Regions from separate parts of the Muntiacus reevesi genome. Here region 2 is linked to region 1. A link is a contact called in public Hi-C data. All regions are on one chromosome and are shown on one strand. The core of a region is the stretch at or near the end of the contact, and the rest is flanking DNA. Distances in the headings are between cores, read along the strand shown.

Region 1 (7,394 bases), core at 3,174-5,673:
GACCCCACTCCCGCACCCGCCGTCCAGTCAGCTTCTCCCCACTACCACTGTTTTATTATTAAAACTGCTGGGTACTCAGTGAAAAAAACAAAAAAACTGCTGGGTACTGGCCTCACTGGGTACTGGCTTCTCACCTCCCTTATTACTTTCTGCCTCACTGTCTCAGGTTTAATGACTTCCATCAATTCCCTCAAACCACTGGCATCGTTAGGCTTTTGCACTGGCTGTTCTCTGTCTGAGAGGCTCTTTCTCAACATTGCCATGGCAACTCTCATTTTTTTGTGTCTGTGCCTGAAACTCATCTGTCAGTGAGGCACCTCCTGACAGCTGTACTTAAAACAGCAAGCTCCCTCCTTACCCACTTTCTTGCTTAATTTCTCCCCAAGGCAAATATTATCATCTGACATTCTATATGTTTTACTCATGTAAATTGTCCATTGACCATCTCCCTCCCAGCAGAATGCAGACTCTGAGAGCAGGAAATCTGGGGCTGTTCTGCTCATCTCTGGTCAGTAACAGTGCCCAGCACATGGTAAGCACACAAGAAAAATTTGTGGAATTAATTTCTGGTTGTGCAATAAATGCTGGAGAGGGTGTGGAGAAAAAGGAACCCTCTTACACTGTTGGTGGGAATGCAAACTAGTACAGCCACTACGGAGAACAGTGTGGGGATTCTTAAAAAACTGGAAATAGAACTGCCATACGACCCAGCAATCCCACTGCTGGGCATATACACCGAGGAAACCAGAATTAAGAGAGACACGTGTACCCCAATGTTCATCACAGCACTGTTTACAATAGCCAGGACATGGAAGCAACCTAGATGTCCATCGGCAAACCAATGGATAAGAAAGTTGTGGTACATTTATACAATGGAATATTACTAAGCTATTAAAAAAATGCATTTCAATCAGTTCTAATGAGGTGGATGAAACTGGAGCCTATTATACAGAGTGAAGTAAGTCAGAAAAAAAAACACCAACACAGTATATTAACGCATATATATGGAATTTAGGAAGATGGTAACGATGAACCTATATGCGAAGACAGCAAAAGAAACACAGATGTAAAGAACAGACTGTTGGGCTCTGTGGGAAAACGTGAGGGTGGGATGATTCGAGAGAATAGCATTGAAACATATATATTATCATATGTGAAATAGATCGCCAGTCCAGGTTTGATGTATGAGGCAGGGTGCACAGGGCTGGGGCGCTGGGATGATGCTGAGGGATGGGATGAGATGGGGAGGGAGGTGGGAGGGAGGGTCAGGATGGGGAACACATGTAAACCATGGCCAATTCATGTGAATATATGGCAAAAACCACCACAATACTGTAAAGTAATTAGCCTCCAATTAAAAAAAAAATTTCTGGTTGTGGGTCCCGTTGGATTTAAGTCTTATTAAAGTCATTGCTTTTATTTATCTGTATAGTCTCTAATCCTTCAAATACTCTATAAAACACAGATTTGCAAAAATGATGATGATGATGATAACAATCAGAGTCGCAGTTAATGTTTAATCGGGCTTCCCTGGTGGCTCAGATAGTAAAGAATCTGCCTGCAACGCAGGAGACCCAGGTTCAATGCCTGGGTCAGGAAATTCCCCTGGAGAAGGGAATGACAACCCACTCAAGTACAGGTAGCCCCCACTTTATGAAAGTCTGCTTTAAGCCATTTTGCTCTTGGAAAAGACCTACAGTAGTATGTTTTCTTTAACCAAAGGAAATCTGAAGGGGATTTTTGCTTTTACTAAAAAACTTTTCTGCATCTGTTTTGCAGGGAGCTGCGGTAGAGGCAGCACGCACCCAGAGCAGGGAAAGAGGCTCATCCGAGCTCCTTTCCCAGGGCTACCCTCAGCATCTTAGCATCAAGCCGCCGCAGCTTTCAATTTTTCTGTGAGCATCTTTACCTGAACTGAGTATCTTTATCAAATTGAGTGCTTAGGCTCAACTTTTGTGCATTAGCAAATGTGCCCTTCATTTTATACCATTCCGGCTCTCAAAGGTTTCGTGAGAATGCGTGTGTCTGAAAGTTGCTCAGTTGTGTCTGACTCTTTGTCCACCAGGCTCCTCTGTCCATGGAATTCTCCAGGCAAGAATACTGCAGTGGGTAAGCCATTCCCTTCTCCAAGGGATCTTCTTGACCCAGGGATCGAACCCAGGTTTCCTGCATTGCAGGCAGATTCTTTACCATCCAAGCCACCTCCAGTTTTGCAGGGGAAACCTCTACTTACTGTTCCTACGCCTCACATTCTTTTAAGTGCTCTGCATAAATGATGGCAACTTATCTTTACAACAGACATAAAGAAGCAGCACAGTGACATCAACCCAGTGTGCCGGGGTGGATATTCTAACTTTATCTTTTATCAACAGTGTGACTTTAGGCACATTATTTAAGCCCCGTGTGCTCAATATTCTCATCTGCAAATGAGGACAGTAATGACAATTTCTATCTCACAGGACTGTGTTATGCTTCCTTAGCTTTTGATAGACATGACCACCCTTCCACAGATGAAGCCTCTGAAGAATCGAAGACGCAAATAGTCCTCCACAAAGCAAATCTGTGGAGGAGTCAGGATTTGGACTCAAGCTATAACTACTTCAGAGACTGTCCTAGCCATAGCTTGGTTGGCTATACAGATGCAGTTAGGGTTCATAAGCACTGCCACTCCATCTCCCTGGTTTCCACAAAATTCTAAAAAGTTTTGAGACTTTTTAGTCACTTTTCTCCCTAATTCTCAAATCCTTCTAGGGAGAGACATGAGGACTGCTATACTACTCTGGGAATATGGTGTGTCAGTGAACAAGCTTTCTTATCTGTAAAATGGGACCATATGGGGACTGACTGAGATCCAGGATGTAAAGTGCAGCTGACTTCTGGAGCGATTCCTGTTCCTCCCAAGCTTCCACAGCTGCACTGGGGCCATATCAGATTACTCCTTTCCAAACCTCACCATGCGTCCCTTCAAGGCCTTCCCACTTCTTCCTTCTTACTGCTGAAGATAAAGTCCCTGGGAGAAAAATTAACTCTTTCTTTTTTTGGCTGCACTGCTTCAGAGCCTTGTGGGATCTTAGTTCGATGACTAGAAATCGAACCTGAGCCTTGGCAGTGAGAGCTCGAGTCCTAACCACTGAATCGCCAGGGAATTCCCTGAATTTCCATTTTGATTTATCTCTTCACTAGGTTCCCATGGCACGTATCACAGTGTATTAACTGAGATTTAATCTTCTGTCTTGTCCACAAAACCAAGACCTTCTTAAGGGCAAGGATCAGGTTTCATTTCCTCTGCAATCCTACCTGGTGAGGCATTTTTAAAGATTTGTTGAGATTAAATCTTTCAGGCTCACGTCTGGAATACAGAACACTCTGAAAAGACAAGAGTTCTCTTCAGGTTTTCTCAAAAAGAGACAAAGGCAGAAACAATCACAGTTCCTGTGTGCACATTCTACTAACAAACAGAATAATTTCCTTGTCCTTGAACTTCAGAGAAAGGCCCTGGCCATTCATCAGGAAAGTACTTACTGAAACCAAATTGGGAGCTTAAGAAAAGAACAAAGCCATAAATCGCTCTTTCTGGCAATGGCGACGGTGAATTTTCCACCATTTTCCCCGTGGCTTTAGATATTCTGTGGGGGAAAACAAAAGCAAGTCATCTGTCAGTGATCCAATCATTTTCACTATGGGTCTATTATAATCTCACCGTTTTGCTACGGGCACAGCCTCTGCGTTTCTCTAGTAAACCAAACAGGTGACACCGGCGCACTGACCTCCGACACACACCTGCTTGCACACGGGCACAGAAACACCCAAACGTTGCCTGCACGAGCAACCAGCACCCCCGACCTCACGTGCGCGCGCACACAAGCACACGCGCTAGCGCTTGCACGCCCTGCAGTGAAACGTGTGGGGAGGCAAAGGGAGAGCCGCGGATGGGGGGAGGGGGGGGAACCTGAACGCCAGCCCAACTGTGCAGGCTTCGCCTCCGCGAGAACAGGGAAGAAAGGGCAAGGAGGGATGGGGGGCCCGCGCGCAAGAGCCCTCCCGCCTCGGCCTCGACACCCAGAACTGGGCCCTGCCCTCTCGTAGGTCAATTTTCTCACTCGAGTTACCCCCCGGGTTGCGGGGTGGCCCTCGACCTTGGGTCCTTCAAGCGCTGACTCCCCCCGCAGCACCTTCGGCCACCTGAGGGCCGAGGCCTCGGCGCAGGCGCAGACCAGGGGATCCGCAGGAGGGCGAGAGAGGACAAACTGCGAACCGCCCGGTCGCCACGGCAACCCCGCCCGCGCGCAGGCGCACCTCGACTCGGGTCAGTCAGCCGCTCGAGAGCGCGGGGGCGAGCAGGAAATCGCCTGGCTCGCGGCGGGGGGCGTGGCGTGGCGTGCGCGACGGCGCATGTGCGGTGCGGCTCACGTGACACACGTCCTCCCGCCCCCTCAGCCGCCGCCGTGCCGCTCGCGCCCACCCGCCCGCCGGCTGACGTGGAGGTCCTGAAGAGGCGGAGGCGGCGGCGGCGGCTGCCAGCGTCCGAGGCTCGCGGGCTGCGAGCCCCGGTGAGTGCACACCTGGCGCGCGGCGGGGCTGCCGGATGTGTCAGCTTGTCGCGCAGCAGCCGAGATGCCCGGGGCGAGGGGCCCTCCACACCCCCTCAGTGGGTGTGTGGTGAGTGTGGGTGTGTGCGCGTCGTTGGCTGTGGTGCCTGCAGTGTGTGTATGGGGCGGGGGGATGGTGTCGGTTCGAGGTGTGTGTGTGTGGTGTGTGTGGCCGGTGTCGTCGGTCCCAGTAGGTGTGTCTCTTTTGTCTGGTTTCCCTGTTCTGCAAGTGTGGGTCCCTCGGGGCTCCTGTGAGAAGGTGGGAGAAGCCCGTGTGTGTGTACGCGTCCCCCGGCCGCCCTCGTCGCCGTCGGTGCGCGGGTGACACCCCCGCTAGCATTGGGGGGGTCCGCCGGCCCGAGCGCGCGTGGACATGCGAGGTGTCTCCCCTCCCGGCCCCTTTGTGTCAGCGCAGATTCTTCCCGGCCAGGGCGTGGGCGCCCCGGCTGTGTGGGTGCCCCCTCCGCCTTGGTGTCACAGCCTCTCTTGGGGGTGCTCGCCCCCCACCCCACCTTGGTGTCAGCTCCTCTCTTGGGGTGCTCGCCCGCCCGCGCGCGCGTGAACGCGCGCCTGCAGTCGTGACCCACCCCCTTGCAGCAGCGTCCTCGTAGGGGGTGCGTCCTCGCGTGTCCCCGCGCGCCTGGGTCCTAACGAGTGCGTGTTCTCCGGGGTGCGGGCTTTTGTTCGAGAGTGTTGGTGAACGTTCTTGCACGTCCCCCTCCTCCTGTGTTGCGTTCTTTACAAATGCGCCACCTGTTTTCGAGAGAATGGCTGCCGAGTTGTGGGGAGGGGGTCGGGGGAGGGAGACCTGAACGCAGTGCTCGCTGCGCCTCTTCGGAGCATCCTCTCCTCCACCCCTCATCGCTAATGGGAAGAGGCGGGGACAGCCGCGGGTCCGGCTAGCTGCTGGGTAGTGTTTAGGATGTCCAGTGTGACCGGTCGAGTCAGCCTGTTCTGGGGACGGAATAAGGGGGCCGGGGGCCAAAAATGGAGCTAAGGCGTAGGTGAATGTTATTTGGTACCCATGTGGCGTACCGTTTTTAGAGGCCTCCTAAGATGCCCAAAGATCTCCGATGGCAGACTCCTTCCAAAATGTATATATACGCGACAGCTGGGCAAATACATTCTAGCCAATCCTAGGCGTTCTTGATGATACTTAATGGTTCACGTAAGTGTTTCGTGGCATTCACATAAATTACCTTTTTTAGTTTTTGCCCAGCGTCCTGGCGATGGAAACAAGGTAGACAGCTTACAGGTTTCAGTCCTCCTTTGGGAGCAATTTTCTCATAATTACAGCTCTGGTTAGGTACATTTTGTATTGCAGGAAATTTGCGTTTTATCCTAAGGGTGATGGGATTTATTACAAGGGAAGGAAGCTTCAAACACGTTAGAAAACCAGCTGCTCCTCTTGCTCAAAGGTTCGTGCTCTGCGCTCAAGGGCTGCGTTTTTGGTCTCTGTTTCTCCCTGTTCATTTGCTCAATTTTCTTACTCCTGCCTAATTTTCTGGGATTTTGTTTCTTTTAAATTTCTGGAAGATTTCACACATAGAATACAGAGTGGAATCTAACCAATTCATGACTAAGATTTGCAGATGTATTTTGCCGAATTTACTTCAGATCCTCTTTTTAATTTAAAAGAACTAAAATTGCAAAATGTGGAGGTGCTCTCATTTCCGCCCCTCCTTTCCTAGAGGTAGTCACCGTGTTTAGGTTTGTGTATATCTGCTTGCATATTTTATACTTTGATCCCGGTGAATCGATAAATATATAGTGTTGTGTATTTTAAACTTTAATGTTATTAAACAATATGTGTCTTTTTGCAACTTGCCTTTTTTGATCAGCATCACATTTTCAGATTTACATGTGAATAAATTGGGTAATTGTGTTTGGTTCATTTTAATTGCTGGTATAGAATTCCATTGTATGAATATACCATAATTTACTTATCCGTTTTGCTACTGATGGACTTTGAAGGTTTTTTACTCTAAAAACAGTCCTGCCTTGAACATCTTTGTATTTATCTGCTTTGTGCACACGTTTGGAAATTTCTTGAGAACATACACCAAGTAGTGGATTTTGCTGCCTAGTAGGATATATGCATCTTCAATGTAACCAAATATCAGGGAGGCTCTCAAAGTGGTTGCACTAACTCATCACTCTGACTGGTATTGAGTGAAGACACCCATTTCCTCACACTCTTGTTAAACTCTTTATGTTACCTGACTTACATTTTTGCCTTTTCTTTACTGACCAGCTTGCTTATAACTTTAACTTGCAGCTAAATTTGCTTACCTTGGCTTCTGCTCTAGCCCTGCGTGAAGCCTATGGGTTCCTCTCTCACAGCTGACTCAAGCTTATATCTCATTCGGTTCTCATAAAGTTAATTGCAGTGAACATTTATTTTGTACCTAATGTACTTCCTGTGGTTGATGTAAGATAAAGATTTCCATGGTATGTTAGATGTACCTCTCTAGTGGCAGGTGAGGTGGTTTAATTACTTTTTTGCATATGATGAATGGATTTTTAAAAATCTTTTTTCCTCTTTAATGTACTACTTATACTTAATGCTTTCAAAATATATGTGACATATATGCAAGTTGTGAAGCAAGACAGTAAAATGAATGCCTCTCAACCCACCACTCAATCCAAGAATCAAAATGATGATTTTGAATGTTACCATCCCCAGGGTGACTACTATTGAATTGTGTGTCATTCCTTGTATTTTAAAAATACTTTTATCAAATATGTGTATATCTCTCAACAGTATATTGTGTGGTTTCTATTGTTTTTGAATTTAAAAAAAAG
Region 2 (7,394 bases), core at 1,285-3,784, 170 kb after region 1:
AAGTCTTCCCAATTCTTACTTTTGGTATTTTCCAAGCTACAGAAAAGTTATGAGAATACAAAGTACCGAGAAAAATGAAACCCTCACACACTAACGGTAAGAACGTAAAACTGTGCAGGTGCTTCAGAAGACTATTTGGAAGGCCCTCAAATACCTAATATAAAGTTAGTGTTGTTGAGTCACTAAGTCATGCCCAACCCCATGAACTGTAGCCCGCCAGGCTCCTCTGTCCATGGGATTTTCCAGGCTGGAAGACGGGAGTGGGTTGTCATTTCCTTCCCCAGGGATCTTCCTGACCCAGGGATTGAACCCGCATCTCTTGCACTGATGGCTGGGTTCTTTACCACTGAGCCAAAGTTAGCATATTACCCAGCAAATCCACTCCGAGGTATATATCCAAGAAAAATGGAACATATGTTCACACAAAAACCTGTATTAGATTAACGCTGTTCATGCATTAATCATAATAGTCAAAAAATGAAAACCACCCAAATGTCCATCAACAGATGAATGGATAAATAAAATGTGACGTATCCACACAACAGAATACTACTGAGCCATGAAAACAAATGAGGAACTGATAAGGGCTACAACAGCATAACGTATTCAAAGTTCACGCGTAAGTGAAAGAAGTCCGTCACAAAAGACCACAGATTGTACAATCCTATATACCTGACCATGTCCTAATTGGGCAAATCCACTGAGACAGAAAACAGATCTGTGATTGCCTGAATCTAAGAGGGAGAGCGAATGAGGAATGAAGGATTCTGGGTGCGGTGTTTCTTCTGGGGAGGGGGTGATAAAAATGTTCTAAGATTAGATGGGTGTGACAGTTGCACAACTCTGAATATACTAAAACCATTGAATTATACACTCGAAAAGAGTGAATTTTATGGTATTAGTTCTCAATAAAGCTTTTTTTAAAAAGGCATTAAATTAGACCCATAAGACTTTCAAGCAGAGTCAGCAACTGTTAATATGTTGGCGCTGTTGCTTTCTTTCTCCCCACATGCACACACACAAGTTATGACCAGGCCATTTAAAATTTAGTTATTATTACACTTCACTCCTAAATACTTCAGCATGTAGAGCATTCACCCACATAACCGAAATATGAACATCAGACTGGGGGAATTTAAAGCTCTTATTTAACATATACCCCATATTCAAATTTATCAAAAATTAGCTATCACATTTGGTTGTTATATCCCTGTCATCTCTTCAATCTTAAAAAAAAGTTGTCCTGTCTTTTTAATGACACTGACATATTTGAAGAATCCAGGCCAATAAATGCACAGAATGTTCCTCAGTTTTGAATACGCCTGTTTCCCTATGAACCGAGTAAAGTGACACAGCTTGGGCAGGAACACCACAGAGCTGAGCTGTGTCTTCCGTGCTTCCTACCAGAATCCTCTATTACAGTCCGATAATGTGTCAATTATGGCGGTATGGTGGTATCACCGCTGGTCTCGGTTAGGACAGGGACTGTAAGATTCCTGCACTATAAACGTAGCTTTTCCCCTTTGTAATTAATAATCTAGAGATGACCAAATTATCTTGCATCTGTGTAAACGTGAGGTTTCCTTAATGGTCTTGCCCCCAAAGAATTTAAGCATCCCTTTTGAGCCCTCGCTGCATTCACCTGACCAGCCACTCCTCTCAGTTTTATTCCACACTCTCTCAGAGGTGGCTGCGATTTCAACCCTGGCTGCACAGGGGCCAGAATCACACGGGTCTGTGATTACACTGACTGAGACTCCGGTCAGTGTAAATTGCCAGGGCGATGGATTCTGATTTAGTTACAGTAAGGGCTGAGATTGCCCGACTTAGAGGGAGAAAAACCTTGCATTTTCCTTTGGCAAACATGCAAACTGGCGCCCGAGGAGATAAAGTGGCCAGTGGCACAAAACTTGTTCATGGCATCGTTAAGATTTTTTTTTTTAATTCGCATTTTAACATGCAATTCCTTCGGTCCCCAAAATCAGAGAAACGAGAAACTTTTGTATGGCCTACGGTGTATTTCTGCTTCCATGGTTACATCTGCCTTTCTGGCCCTAGACCTTTGCATTCCTCTTACTAGCGAGGAACCGAGCGTCTGCTGGTCGAGCTCCTCCGACCGCAGTGCTAAGTCACCGCTCAAGCCCCCAGCCGGGCTGGATGTCCAAGGGGCCAGACGGTTAAGCGCTGCAGTCCAGGCGCCCTACACGCCCCCCAGCCGCGGCGGCGACCCCGGCGGACGCCGTTGCAGAGCAGTCAGCCGTGCAGGCGAGACGCACCTGGCGGGGGACGCACCTGGCGGGGGATGCACCTGGCTGCTCCCACCTGACCCGGACGCACCCGCCCAGGAAAACTCAGAAGTGTGCCAGACCCGGGGAGACCACAGAACCTGCAGGCCCGCCCACCCCCCAACTTACCCCAGCGTGATAAACCTTGTTCGCTCTTTTAATCTTAATGTCCAGGGTGGTCCCCATCGCGAATACTCCGCCTGGCGCACCACTTCCTGCCGCGCGTGACCGAACGGCGAGGAGGGCTCGCCCCGCCCCTCCTCCCGGGGCCCCACCCCTTTCTTCTCCCCGCCCGCAGCTGCGTCACGTGACCCCCACTCCCGCGGTCTGTACGACTTCCCCCCTCCCCCCATCCTTCTTCCTTCCGGCGCAGGGGCGGGCCTTAGCGCGGGTCGAGGACTGTCACTCTTGGCCCGGCCTCCCCCGGGCGAGAGGGGCGGGATCGAGGAAACCCCACCCCTTCCGTAAGACCAGTCTTGAGGCCGGAAATACCTCTTCTTCTCGCCCGTTGACCAGGGGGAGGAGGTAAACTCGGCTCTCCCGGCGTGCCCCGCGGGAGGGGGCGGGGCCGGAGGCGCGCCGAGGGCGCAGCCCGTACCCGCAGGCTGAGGCTCCCGTCAGGCTGTGCGGCGCGAAGCGGAGCTATGCTACCGCGTTGCCTTTAAGGAGGTGATAATGGAGACTGCCTTCTCTTCTAATCCTTTCCTCTAGTTGCCTCTAGTTCCCCCCACCCCCCGCTTTCTTCCGGCGGCGCTGAGGACACAGGCCTTGTGTCCATCCTCGACGAGGCGGTCCTCCTTGCCCTTTCCACAGCCCCGCGCTCCCAGCCTGCAAAGCGCTGATTGGCGGGCTTCCACCCCGCCGGCGGCCACCGAGGTCTTCAGGGAGCGCTGGCGGCCCGGCCCCGCCCCGCCGGGCCGCGGGGGCTTGTGGGTACTCCAGCGACGCGCGCCCTGGACGAGGCGTTGAATATTCATATTAGTGCGCAGAGTATGACGAGGCGCGGCTCGCAGGCCGCGCGTCTCGGCGGTGCGTGGAAATGTATAACCTCGAAGCTGAGAGGGACCTGCCTAATTTTTTCATTCTCAGCGAGCCCCCTCACCTGGACACAAGAAACGTATGACTTTCCGGAAGGACTGCCTCCAGGCAGAACAGCCGACTACGTTTATTGACATAAAATTCCAAGGTTTTAAACAGGGGGCTTTCTAATAAGACAGGCATATTTTTAACTGTTTTGGTCCCTGACTTAATACAGCGAAGGAGTGCTTTTGATTTTTAAGATTCTTCGATTCCGATTTTCTTTTTTTCTTAAAAGTACGTTACTTTCAGGATCATGTGAGAATTTTCCTGTAAAACGGTTTCCTGACTCTCACGAGTACTTAACTTATGAGACTGTAAGGTGTTTTCTAGGACAACCGTGACGGTGCTATAGCTACAGTTGCTTTTGAAGGTTGATAACAGGTATTTCCCAATATTCAGATCTCAGTTTCCAGCTCCTCTCTGCCCCCCAGGGCTTCCGTTGCGGTCTGGGGTAACTTCCCCGGCAGCTCAAACTCAGCAATTCTAAAAACAATTCATTAGGGACTTAGTAATCACTGTCTAGTCTATTTGCAATTCAAGAAGTGGGACCTTCTCTGCCAGTCTCACCCAGCATTTCCAAATGGTAAAGTGTTAATCCCAGTAGACAGTACAGGAAAACAAACAAAAGATACACATTCTAGACTTGTTTGCTTCAGCAAACCTGCTTTATAGTTGTTGCGCAACCCAACATTTCTGGTTCACAGAAGACAAGTGTACTGTGTTTCACTCGTCTGTGTGGGTTGTACACAATCTTCTCCCAACCCTGCTGCACTGCGAAGTGCTCTAGCTCCAGCAGTTATCAGTATAATCAGTTTGTTGAACTGCTCTCAATGTGATGGCTTCCGAAAAGAACAGTCCATTTTTTTTCCTCCAGTCACTGCTCTTTTGAACCTCTTCTATCCCTTAAGCACCCCTTGGGTGACACCGTGACCTTCTGGTCGGTTTCAGTTACTGAACATCAGACCCTGTCAAAGTGCCAATCTCCCGGCTTGAGTGGGACCTTAGATTCTGAGGGTATAAAGGTACAAGTCATGGTTCTGACTCTCAGACACTTCCTTAGCATCTCTTCAAAGCCTGGCTTTTCTGTTGAGGCAAATATCTAATCTTCCACTGCTAGAGTTATTTTTTAGTGGATCCCTGCTTCTCTGAATAACTGGCCCTTTGGATAACACATATGGGAAGGCCTGAAGGGCCTTGTCCTCTCTGTATGATTTCATGGAAGATCTACTTCCAGCTTGATCTTGACCATCACCCCACTGCCAACTCCCAGCAGGATACCAGTCTTCTGGGTGAGGGTCCAGCAAGGCAGCCAGAGACCATTTATCTGCCACTGAGTCCCCCTGACTCTTGAGAAACACACATCCTTGCCACACAAAAGGACCAGACTGGAAGCTGCCCCGCGGTCTCTGGTTTCCACCCTGCCATCTCCCTTCAATCGTCTTCCTGCCTTTTGAAATACAGACAAATTAATCAGCAAGAATGCTGCCTAGACAGGTTTGCAAGTAGGGAGTGGAACACCCGCCTCTCCTGCCAGGAGCCCCTACTGGTATCAAGGAGAGGTTATCTTACAGCCTCCCCCATTACATCTCTTCCCACCAGAGACTCTGTGTGCTCCACAAGGACAGCCACCTCCTTTGATTCCTTCCCCTGCCTTCCTATATAAACTACAGAGAGGATTGAGAAAGTGTTTCATGGAAGCTGGGCCAGATCTGAAGCTTTTATTAATCCCTGGGGAACGTGCCTGTCTCCGATTGTGGCATCTTTTGTTAGAAGATGGGCTAAGGTGTTGTTTTCAGCCGTGACTTTAGTGCCTCTCTGGGACTAGAGGAGAGGGCTCACTGAACATCTTTTAGTGGATGCTGTGATGCTCTGTTCAGACCCTTCTTTCAGGACTGAAGGACATGTTCCCTGACTTGGAGTATTGCTTTCAGCATCTCTCATTTAAGTCACTCTTCAATACTTACTGTCAGTTGGAGAAAACTGCTTTTCCCAAAGTTGTGGTCCCTTGGATGGTGGCGGGGACAGCCCATATGTAAAGACTAGTCAATTTAGGGTATAAAGACCTCTTTCCCTCACCCCAGTTTGGGACAATTGCAGCTCCAAAGCTCCCTATATTAATATCTACTGTACATAACAAATTACCGCAACAGTTAGTAGTTTAAATTGGGTCGTGAACTTAGGAGCAGCTTCATTGGATTTTTCTGGCTTAAGGTCTCAGGTAGTAGAAGTCGTGATGTCAGGGCCACAGTCATCCGAAGACTTGACTAAAGCTGGAAGATCCAAGATGGCTCCCTCACGTGGCTGTGGGCTGGAGGCCTCATCAGGTAGGACTCTTCATAGGCAGCTAGGGACCCCACACAGCTGACTTCTCCCAGAACAGGTGAGAACTGGGAGAGCAAGCAGTGAGCCAGAGTGGCTTGTGTGGCCTGACTTCTGTCATTCACGTTTCTTCTGTCCGCTAGAAGAGAGTCGCTAATTCCAGCCCATACTAGAAGGAAGGGGAATTAGGCTCTACCTTTGACTCTGTGACACCATGGACTGTAGCCCGCCAGGCAGAAATGCTGGAGTGAGTTACCATGTGCTCCTCCAGGGGATCTTCCCCACCCAGGCACTGAACCTGTGGCTCCTGCATCTCCTGCATTGGCAGGTGAATTCTTTACCACTGTGCCACCTGGAAAGTTTTTTTAGTAAAAAAAAAGTATGTATACCACAAAAATATTTAGGGTTATTGGAACTTTCCTGGTGGTAGAGTGGTTAAGACTCTTTATTGGGTTGTTTGCTTTTTCAATATGGAGCTGTATGAGCTGTTTGTATGTTTTGGAGATAAATCCCTTATCAGTTGCTTCATTTGCAAGTATTTTCTCGAATCCTGAGAGTTATCTTTTTCATTTTGTTTATGGTTTCCTTTGCTGTGCAAAAGATTTTTAAGTTTAATTAGGTCCCATTTGTTCATTTTTTGGTTTTGTTTTCATTACTCTTAGAAGGTGGGTCAAAAAAGATCTTGCTGCAATTTATGTCAGAGTGTCCTGCCCATGTTTTCTTCTGTAAGTTTTGTAGTATCCAGCCATACATTTAGGTCTTTAATCCATTTTGAGTTTCTTTTTATGTATAATGTTAGGGAGTCTTCTAATTTCACTCTTCTTTTTTTAAACACTTAAAAAAATTTTTTTAATTTATTTTACTTTGTAGCTGTGTGGGCTTTTCTCTAGTTGTGACAAGCAGGGTCTCATTTCTGCTGGTGTGTGACAAGGTGTTTCTCATTTTGGGGGCTTCTTTTGTTGTGGAGCACAGGCTCTAGGGTGCTCAGGCTCAGTCGCTGTGGCTCCCAGACTCTACAGCACAGGCTCAGTAGTTGTGGTGCTTGGATTTAGTTGCTCTGTGGCATGTGGGATTTTCCCAGACTCAGGGATCGAACCCGAGTGTCCTGCATTGGCAGACAGATTCTTTACCACGGAGCCACCAGGGAAGCCTCTAATTTCACTCTTTTACGTGTAGCTGTCCAGCTTTCCCAGCAGCGCTTATTGAAGAGCCTGTCTTCTCCGTTGTGTGTTCTTGTTTCCTTTGTCATAGATTAGATGTGTGGGTTTATTTCTGGACTTGCTCTCCTGTTCCAGTGATCTGTATTTCTGGTTTTATGGGTACAGGGTGTTTTTGAACCCATGCCTCTTTCATCCCAGGGAGAAGACTTCAGCAGGAACGCAAGAGGGAGATGAGAATGTGAAGGGAGAAGGCAAGACACTGTAAGTTGAGTTCCAGCTGAATAGTGAGACTGATTTTTTTTCCCATCCTCAGTAGAAATGATTGCTAGAGAGCTAAACTGGGTTAATTTATAGAGAAATGGAAGCTGTCACTTTTTTTGCCATTTATATGTTGTGCCTGTAAATTTTCAAACAGCTATATATTCAAAAATCAATAAGCATTTCTACTTAACAGCAATAACCAGTTAGATAATAAAATGAAAATAGGGATTATATTCTCAATAGCAATAAGAATCTAAAATACTTGAAATGTAATATACACTTGAGTTAC

The links. Hi-C and Micro-C count contacts between places; a contact is called where the count stands out from the background.
Region 2: a Hi-C map of muscle shows a contact between it and region 1, with 5 times the contacts expected there. The contact joins the promoter of VPS26C here to the promoter of TTC3 in region 1. A contact is called at or near these places in 2 of 3 Hi-C or Micro-C datasets (blood and muscle).

Annotation. Positions count from the first base shown.
Region 1 is chr8:28,691,915-28,699,308 of mMunRee1.1, forward strand. It overlaps TTC3 (tetratricopeptide repeat domain 3), which reads left to right and starts at 4,424. Exons shown (of 46, transcript XM_065943337.1): 1 at 4,424-4,550. PIGP (phosphatidylinositol glycan anchor biosynthesis class P) reads right to left here and starts at 4,254. Exons shown (of 5, transcript XM_065942822.1): 1 at 4,101-4,254; 2 at 3,523-3,626. The coding sequence starts at 3,604. It also overlaps the pseudogene LOC136173424.
Region 2 is chr8:28,865,234-28,872,627 of mMunRee1.1, forward strand. VPS26C (VPS26 endosomal protein sorting factor C) reads right to left here and starts at 2,535. Exons shown (of 8, transcript XM_065943119.1): 1 at 2,415-2,535. The coding sequence starts at 2,471. It overlaps LOC136173670 (a long non-coding RNA gene), which reads left to right and starts at 5,638. Exons shown (of 3, transcript XR_010664262.1): 1 at 5,638-5,689; 2 at 7,043-7,105.